3 separate regions of the Mus musculus genome follow, and regions 1 and 2 are each linked to region 3. Evidence: chromatin contacts called from public Hi-C data. All regions are on one chromosome and are shown on one strand. Each heading gives the region's core, a stretch centred on a gene start, on an enhancer-like site or on the middle of the called end of the contact. The rest is flanking DNA. Distances are from core to core; before and after follow the strand shown. Region 1 has its middle 57 kb from the start of Nmd3. Region 2 has its middle 38 kb from the start of Nmd3. Region 3 holds the start of Sptssb (serine palmitoyltransferase, small subunit B).

Evidence for each region. Hi-C and Micro-C count contacts between places; a contact is called where the count stands out from the background.
Region 1: a contact with region 3 is called in a Hi-C map of liver, with 1.8 times the contacts expected there. The contact joins the enhancer-like site here to the promoter of Sptssb in region 3. A contact is called at or near these places in 5 of 39 promoter capture datasets (embryonic stem cells, liver and stem cell-derived epiblast-like cells), 9 of 484 Hi-C or Micro-C datasets (cerebellar granule neurons, cerebellum, embryonic fibroblasts and 6 more), 8 of 115 datasets of contacts at active chromatin or transcription factors (embryonic forebrain, embryonic limb bud, embryonic midbrain and 3 more) and 2 of 9 other capture datasets (adipose tissue and embryonic stem cells).
Region 2: a Hi-C map of cerebellar granule neurons shows a contact between it and region 3, with 2.4 times the contacts expected there. The contact joins the enhancer-like site here to the promoter of Sptssb in region 3. A contact is called at or near these places in 4 of 39 promoter capture datasets (cranial neural crest, embryonic stem cells and liver), 8 of 484 Hi-C or Micro-C datasets (the N1E-115 cell line, cerebellar granule neurons, cerebellum and 5 more), 9 of 115 datasets of contacts at active chromatin or transcription factors (embryonic forebrain, embryonic stem cells, forebrain and 4 more) and 2 of 9 other capture datasets (embryonic stem cells and pancreatic islet).

Annotation. Positions count from the first base shown.
Region 1 is chr3:69,777,922-69,780,621 of GRCm38.p6, forward strand. No RefSeq gene overlaps it. Among named protein-coding and RNA genes, the nearest start is that of Nmd3, 57 kb to the left of the region's middle. Within about 2 kb of position 1,295, at least 3 of the 459 cell types and tissues checked have an H3K27ac peak or open chromatin away from gene starts, as enhancers often do. A contact at or near this core is called in liver, where this site is marked.
Region 2 is chr3:69,758,812-69,761,511 of GRCm38.p6, forward strand. No RefSeq gene overlaps it. Among named protein-coding and RNA genes, the nearest start is that of Nmd3, 38 kb to the left of the region's middle. Within about 2 kb of position 1,435, at least 7 of the 459 cell types and tissues checked have an H3K27ac peak or open chromatin away from gene starts, as enhancers often do. A contact at or near this core is called in cerebellar granule neurons, where this site is marked.
Region 3 is chr3:69,858,506-69,861,205 of GRCm38.p6, forward strand. Sptssb (serine palmitoyltransferase, small subunit B) reads right to left here and starts at 1,389. Exons shown (of 3, transcript NM_133675.3): 1 at 1,326-1,389.

The sequences.
Region 1 (2,700 bases), core at 45-2,544, 81 kb before region 3:
GCTCTTCAGGAGGATGGGTGCTAAGGAGGGTCTGGCAGGCAGCAGGGATGGTAGAACTGGGATATGGGCACACAGTGCTCCCCGGGTATGTCTTACGGCAAAGAAACTCCGAAGGTTTTAACTAATGAGTAGGAAGAAGACTGCCAACAGCTTTGAGGAACGGGAGGGGGATGGACAGATGGCTCAGCAGGTAAGAGCACTGGCTGTTCTTCTAAAGGATTTGGGTTCAAATCCCAGTACCCACATGGCTCGCAACTGTCTGTAACTACAAGATCTGATACCTTCATACAAAAACATGCATGTAGGGCAAAACAGCAATAGACATTTGTGGCTGGAGAGATGGCTCAGTGGTTAAGAGTACCGACTGCTCTTCCAGAGGTCCTGAGTTAATTCCCAGAAACCACATGATGGCTCACCACTATCTGTAATGGGATCTGATGCCCTATTCTGGTGTGTCTGAAGACAGCGACAGTGCACTCATACACATAAAATAAATAAATAAATCTTTTAAAAACAAACAAACAAACAAACACAACAACAACAACAACAACAACAACAAAACTGGGAAGGGAGGGTAGAGAAGCGCAGCTTTATAGGAGATCTGATATGGTAGGAAACATTTCCAAAACCTGTTTAACTCACCTCTACTCAGAAATCGTGGGTGGTATGTCTGGATGTGGGCCGTGTGTACCGAATAAAAACAAACACCTTATCAAAGAAGGCAAATATCTCACTGATAGATAGAACCCCGATGACATGGCCACTTAAAAACCAGGCTCATCCTAAGTGAGCCAGGAGAAAACTCTGGTTAGTATGGCTAATAATGATGTCAAGGCTATCAATCACAGGTTAACTAGATTCAGTTGACATGTGAGTAGAGCTGCCTTTCATATTATTATTTATTAAGAGAAAAGTCAATATATTTTGCACAAATGTAACACTCATTTATGCAAAACTGGAAGCTAACAACAACAGCAATAATAATAAGCTGAAGCTCTAGGGGTGGTGTGGTAATATCTTGAGGTTTTATAGGCTGTGTGTGTGTGTGTGTGTGTGTGTGTGTGTGTGTGTGTGTATGTGATACACATACACACACACACACACATGAGAGCCACAGCCAGAGGTTGATATGGGTCTTCCTCAGTTATTCTTCACTTTAGTTTTGAGACTGGGTCCCACTGGCTAGATTGGCTGGTAAGTGGGCTGTAAGAATTCACCTGCTGCCTCCCTGTGCTGGGATTAGTATAAGATTGCCCCATCATGGTTGGGCCTAGCTTTGTATCTAATCTAAACCCATGCCATTAGGCTTGTGAGTCAACTGCTTAATTCCCTGAACCTCTATTTTGAGACTCTGACCCCCACCCCATAAATCTTTGCTTTTCTTCTGTATTTTCTCCCTTCTGTCTGTTCAAGCAGATCGTAGTTTTTGTTGTTGTTTTGCTTTCTTTCTTTCTTCCACGAGGTGATTTGTTGGGAGAAGAGTAAACTGAGCTGTACATCTTGGTGACCTTGAGAGCACTGGTAGGTGGGGTATGAGCCAGAAACCACATCAATAACATCAATAACATGTTGGCCAGAAACCCAAAGAGAAAAGAATCTTTTGCAATCAGAGAGATTGCCCAGAGCCAGAAGGAGGGGACAGAGCTCCAAAGTCGCAGAGCAGAGAGAAAACACTCCCTGAATCTTTCAACACCCATTGACTCCCTTTTCTACCAGGCTCTAAGTGCAGTGAACAAAGAGACAAAAATCCTCATGGAGACTGTGTCTTAGTGCCAGCACTTCTATGAAGAAAGACATCATTCTAATGCCACATGTATTTCTTCATAGTAACCACTTAAGGTGCTTCGTTTCTAATTCATGGCTGAAGAAAGTAAGTCCTAACCGTGCCATAACACTTTCTGATTTCACAGATAGGGGGTAGGAGAACGAGAGTCCACACCCAAGCAGTCTGATTACCTTTCTCTAAGTGCTGTGATACGCTCTGCTACATTTCTAGGTAGGGTTTTGGGAAGATTGAGATGGACACTGGAGGCAAGTGTATAGGCATACTCCCACCCACATGGACTAGGTGAGCAATAGACAGATCCTCAAGTTCCAGGGACCTCTCCCTGAGTTGATGTGTGGTCCTGGAAGCTATCTAGCCCTGAAAACTTCCATTGCCTAAGATCATGAGACCACAGACTCAATGAAAGGACAAAGCCTATGCTTGTGTCTCTGAAGCATGGAGTCTCAAAATAGAAATTAAGTTAAATTAGAGGAATAGGAATCATGAGGCAGGGAGACAGGGAGATGATGGCTTAGAAGTGAGTCTGCTGCTCAAGCCTGAGCTCCAACTTCTGGCTCCAAGCACCCACATAGATCGTCCAGCTCAGTGGTGTACGCTGGTGTCTAAAATTGCTGTGTCAAAGCACCATGACCAAGGCAACTCGTGGAAGAGTTTATCGGAGGCTTACAGTTCCAGAGGGAGAGTTCATAACCATCATGTCAGGAGCATGGCAGCAGGCAGGCAGGCAGGCAGGCATGGTGCTGGAGCAATGGCAGGCAGCTTACATCCTTTTCTTCAAGTAGGAAGCAGAGTAAGAGGGGAACACACTGGGAATGCTAAAGGCTTTTGAATCCTCCAGGCCCATCCTCAGTGGCATACCTTCTCCAACAAGGCCACAGCACCCAATCCTTCTCAAACAGTTCCACCAAGTGGGG
Region 2 (2,700 bases), core at 185-2,684, 100 kb before region 3:
ATGCATGGACAGACTTATTCTCATATGGACTTTGCCTCAGTCTGTAGCCCATAGCTTATTTAAGTACTGTAGGTCAGAGAATCCCCTGGTTTATGTCTACACACGTGTGCAGACCAGCCTGGGTCTCCAGAGAACCTTTGTTCTCTGGTCACCTACAGAACTGGAGGAGATGGTGCAGGACACTAGAGCCTCAGGTAGTTCTAGATCCTCCCCGAGGTTCCAGACTCTTCATGATAACAAATCACACAGCCAGACGAGGTCACCAGGGCTCACCCAGAGCACCTTGGGAATCCCTTGGGGAGCCCTAGAATGAGGAGGCACACAGTTCAGCTGAGCTGCGCAAGTCATTAGTAGGCCCTAGGGGAAAGCTGCTCATAAGGCTGCTTGCTTCTCAGCACTGCCCCTCTGGTTCTGATGGGGCTTCTTTGGTGGATCTTGGACCTTTTGTGGTAGAAGGCAGCGATCAGCAGTTGGCTGGGAGAAGCACTAGGCTTTCTTTCTGAATCCAGGGCTGGCCATTAGTCTTAGTAATGAGGTCAGTTTTGTTCATTTTAAATGTCCCCAACCCTAAAACACTTCTGTTTCAGGCCCCAGTTCAACTGTCATTTTTTTCTATAGGTTCTCAATTTTAATAAAAAATTATGCTATGACATGCTGTCTGGGTGTCATAGCATTTTATGTGCATTGCTGATCAAACCCCACAAGCATCTAAATGTGTCTGCCTATAAGTTTTAAAGGAGCTATAAACTTACTAAGAGTAAAAGTTGCTTTCCTCTTCTGTGTGTGTGTGTGTGTGTGTGTGTGTGTGTGTGTGTGTGTGTGTGTGTGTGAGTGAGAGAGAGGGAGAGAGAGAGAGAGAGAGACAGGTCAACTTTAGGGTCACTTGTCAGGCGCCATTCATCTTGTGTTTTGAGATGGGCGTCTTTCATTGGCCTAGAGCCACTGAGTAGGCCAGGCTAGCTGGGCAGTAAGCACCAGAGATCTATTTGTCTGTCTTGTCTAGCACTGGCATTACAAACAAGTATCACCATCCCTGGGTTTATAAATTTGGGGTTCTGTGGATGGAACCCTGGTGGACTTGATGGACTAAACCCTCTCCCCAGCCCCATCAAAAGGAAGTGAAGTGTGACCTGTCCACCTATTCCTGGCCTTGCAAGCTTCCTATTATGAATAGAGTGACATGCTTATTAAACAGCAAGTTGAAGTCCAAAGACTGCTACTTTCCTAAGTCATTATTTCAACAAGTATCTTGAAAGCCCTAAGTATGAATAAGACACACCTATATCTTACCTTCACAGCGCTTACAGAACTCTCCACCTTCATACTCTGTTTCCTCCGTCCGTTTCACTGTTTCTGGTAAAGCAAATGTTGCCTCAGGTGATGGTGAGCTGAGCTGGAACCTTCGTTCTTGCTCGCTTGACAGATGCTGCTGCTGGCCTTGAGCAGCGAGCAGAAGGCACCTGCTCCTGCAACACTCAGCATGACTATAGTACACCTAATGCTCCCTGATAGCTGGGAACTGGAATGAGCCCAGCAGTGGCCTTGGGTATCTACCTAGTCACAGTTTGGGTGCTAGGAACATAGGTTGGATCTCCTGGAGTAAGTAAGTTCCCAGGGTAAGTCAGACCAAGGGTGAAGAAAGAGCATGGATATTTTTTAAAGCCCATGTTTATTTATTTCTGGTCCAATGGGATAGGAAATGAGGGACAGTTTTCAAAGTTCAGGCGGGGAGGGAGCTTAATGTTCTAAGGATGAAGCTAAAGCTTAGAAGAGGGAGAGGAACAGAGAGCGAGGGAGGGAGGGAGACACACACATGGATAGGATCTAGGCTGGAGGAGAGCGAGGTCAAGATAGGATCTTCATATGGCACTCACACTGGCCTGTAACTGGTGCTCCTCTGCCTCATGTAACTGGTGCTCCTCTGCCTCAGACTCCTGTGTGCTGGGATTGCAAGATGTGCCATCATGCCTAGCTCAGAGCTTGTTCTGTGAATTGCTCAGCTTGCTTATTAAAGATGCAGTGGTGTCTATTTCTGTGGATATTAACCCTTCTTTAAAAAAAAAAAAAAGTTTTCTTAAATGTATTCTTGCCTGGTAAGAACCTATAGCCTAGCTATGAGAGAGGAATCACATCTTTTTAAAAGAATAGAGTAAAGGGAACTTGACTCTAATTAGAAACTGGAAGACTTGAATGATGGCCTCTGAGGGAAGGGGTTGAGTCTGTGAAAGCTAAAAAGGTAGGCAGGCTGTGGGGGCTTTGCAACAGGCGGAGTTCAGAAATCTGTGTTCATCCTCAGCCAGCAATCTAGTGCACAGAACCTACAGGGAAGCTGACTGCAGCTTTATACTTAGTATTTTTTCCTTCTGCATATCTTAAACATAGTATTTATTGGGAAAATATTCCAGACTCATGTACTTGGACATGGGAAAGCTCATGGCTTCTCAGACCCTGCTATTTGGCAAGGGAGAGGTAGGCCAAATGGCTGCTGCACATGGATTGGCTTTGGGACTGGCTGGGCGAGCCTCCCAGTTCCACCTGCACTCTGACTCACTCTGTCTACCTTTGATACCCTTCCTGGGGCACGTTTTCTGTTCTGCTAGATTGCTCCTCACTGGCTGAGAAGATGCCCTCTCACCTTGGCCTGTGCAGGCATGTACCTCTCATTAATAATCAGGAGCCCTGCCTCCCCTGGTGCCTCTC
Region 3 (2,700 bases), core at 139-2,638:
GGTAAGAGGCACAGGAGCAAACCAAATGTGGAAAGCAAGCGATGAAGCTCTCCCCCCAGTTTTCTGCACACATCATTTTAAAGGTTTTCTGGCAAAAATGGCTGTGTATTTCTTAGTATCATTTGATTAAAAATAACAATTGCTGTCATAAAGTCTTTTACAAAAAAACCCTGTTTTAGTCAGGGTTTCTATTCCTGGACAAAACATCATGACCAAGAAGCAAGTTGGGGAGGAAAGGGTTTATTCAACTTACACTTCCACATTGCTGTTCATCACTAAAGGAATTCGAGACTGGAACTCAAGCAGGTCAGGAAGTAGGAGCTGATGTAGAGGACATACATGGAGGGGTGTTTCTTACTGGCTTGCTTCCCCTGGCTTGCTCTGCCTTCTCTCTTATAGAACCAAGACTACCAGCCCAGAGATGGTCCCACCCACAAGGGGCCTTTCCCCCTTGATCACTAATTGAGAAAATGCCTTACAGTTGGATCTCATAGAGGCATTTCCTCTACTGAAGCTCCTTTCTCTGTGATAACTCCAGCTGTGTCAAGTTGACACAAAACTAGCCAGTACAAACACCAAACATCCCAATTCCCCTGATTCATTTATTTGGATTTTGGGGGTCTAAAGTTTAGATTTAACAAATCTTCTAATTCTGTATTGGCACATGGGCTGAGCTGATTCGAAGACTGGCAACCAGTTGAATGCCCTTCCAATTGAAACAAGTCAGGACTAACACTTGTAACCCCTGCTCCCCACAGACACTATGACATGCATTCCTCCAGGGACACATAGTCCTCTGCAGGCTGAGGATTTTGACTGCCGTGACAATCTCATAAGCATCCCTGAGAAAACACACTGTGCTTAATAATCAGGAGAAAAATACTAAGACACATTCTTTGCTGGCTATGGCTTACCTGCTGGCAGCTGACTCCTGTGTGCCACTGCCTAAAGTAACCCAAAGAGAGAGAACTAAATGAATATTACCACCTAAAGAAGGAAGCCACACGCATCTCAAGATATTTCCTTGAATATTAACAAACCGTACAAATGAATGAATGAATAATGAAAATAATGTAAAACATTTTTTTTCTTCTGCCTGAAAAAGTTCCAATAATAAAGTTTGGCTTCTGTTGAGAAAAGCATCTTAGTTTCCAACATAGTAAATGCCAAGAGGAACCGTTCAATTCTTAGAGTTGTAATATAGTTAAATAAGAAGCAGATAAATTGCATTAAAGCTCAGTTCTAGTTTCCCCCCATGCAGACAGAAACTCTGTGCTATGAAAGCTCCTTTTAGATTGGACGTAGGTAGTTTGAAAGATGCTTACCTCCTGCCTTAGAATGAGCTTAGATGCTCTGGCTTCTCCCCAGCTTCTGTTAGCTTGTCACTGTGTTGGGCGCAGCTGAGGCTCCCAGAGTTAGGTGTTCGGCCCCGCCCTCTGCACTACTGCTAAAACTCCAGTTCTGCCAAACTGATTCCGGTGATTAATAATTGACAAAAGGAAAACACTCTTACGCAAACTTATGTCCAACCGCAGGGCTTGCAGCGACTCCTTCCAGAAGAGAATGCGGGCTGCACCACTCCCCTCCCCCTTCACTCTAAGGTCCCAACTTCCTATGCGCTGATACTCAGTTCTGGGAGATTGGGTTGTTCTCGGAGGAATGCAGCCTAGTGACTTCTACATTTTAAAAATTCGGTTTGTTTGTTTTGTTTTTTCTGTAGCCTGTTCGCACTTCTTCAGAGATTAGCCTCTCAAGAGAGGGCGCCTTCTGCCTTACTGGGGGGAGCAGGGGTTCTGAGAGCTACGGAGGAGATCGAGGTGGCGCTGTCACCTCACCTCCGATTGCTGCAGTAAAACCGGGAGCCTAGGCAGAGATAGGAGGGGGGATGGGTGTTGCCCTCCCCCTCGCTTCAGCGGGGAGTTTCGACTCTACCAGAGGGGCACGTATTTTGGTGGTGGTGCAAATGATGATAGGGTGGGGATGGGGAAGAAAAGGAGGGAGGAGGGGAGGGGGAGATGGAGGAGGCAGCGGAGGCGACAGTAGATAAACCAGAGGTGCAAAGGTGAATACTGTAGGGCTTTAACCAATTCTCAGAGGATGCCTGTCAGCATACATCCGTCGCAGACTTGGATGAGGGGCGAAGAGGCCCGGGTCTACGCGGAGCAAGGCTGCAGTCTGAAACTCGGCTCCCGGCTGCAAAGTGAGCCCCGGGGTTGAGCCCAAGCAGCTGGTCAGCTCACCGGTTGTCAAAAGGCAAAGGAAGAAAACAAGCCACTTTGGCACTGACATCTAATTCTGACGCCTTGGAACCTGTAAAACAATCCCTCTCCCTCCCTGTACAGTCACCTTCCTCCAGGTAGCAGGGAGGTTAAGGTTGAAAACTACCCCCACCCTTCCCTGGTGGAAAGAGTAGGAGAACCGTGCCTAGAGAACTTGTGTGGGTTCACTCACAAGTGCAGGGAATTCTTTTGCAGACGAATGGCTGGAGGGCAAATTGGGAAAGGGGGCCGGCAGTCGGCGGGGTGCCGCAGAGACGCACAGAGCCGCTCTGGGGCTAGCGTGCCTTGCGCGCAGCATCTTCGCTGGAAACCCGCAGCCAGACCTTGATCGATCTCTTTCGTCTTCATCCTGGGCAATGCTTGCATTTGACTCTGTGGTTGGGCGCTAAGGGCGCACAGGGTCTGGAGGCTCCTCATCCTG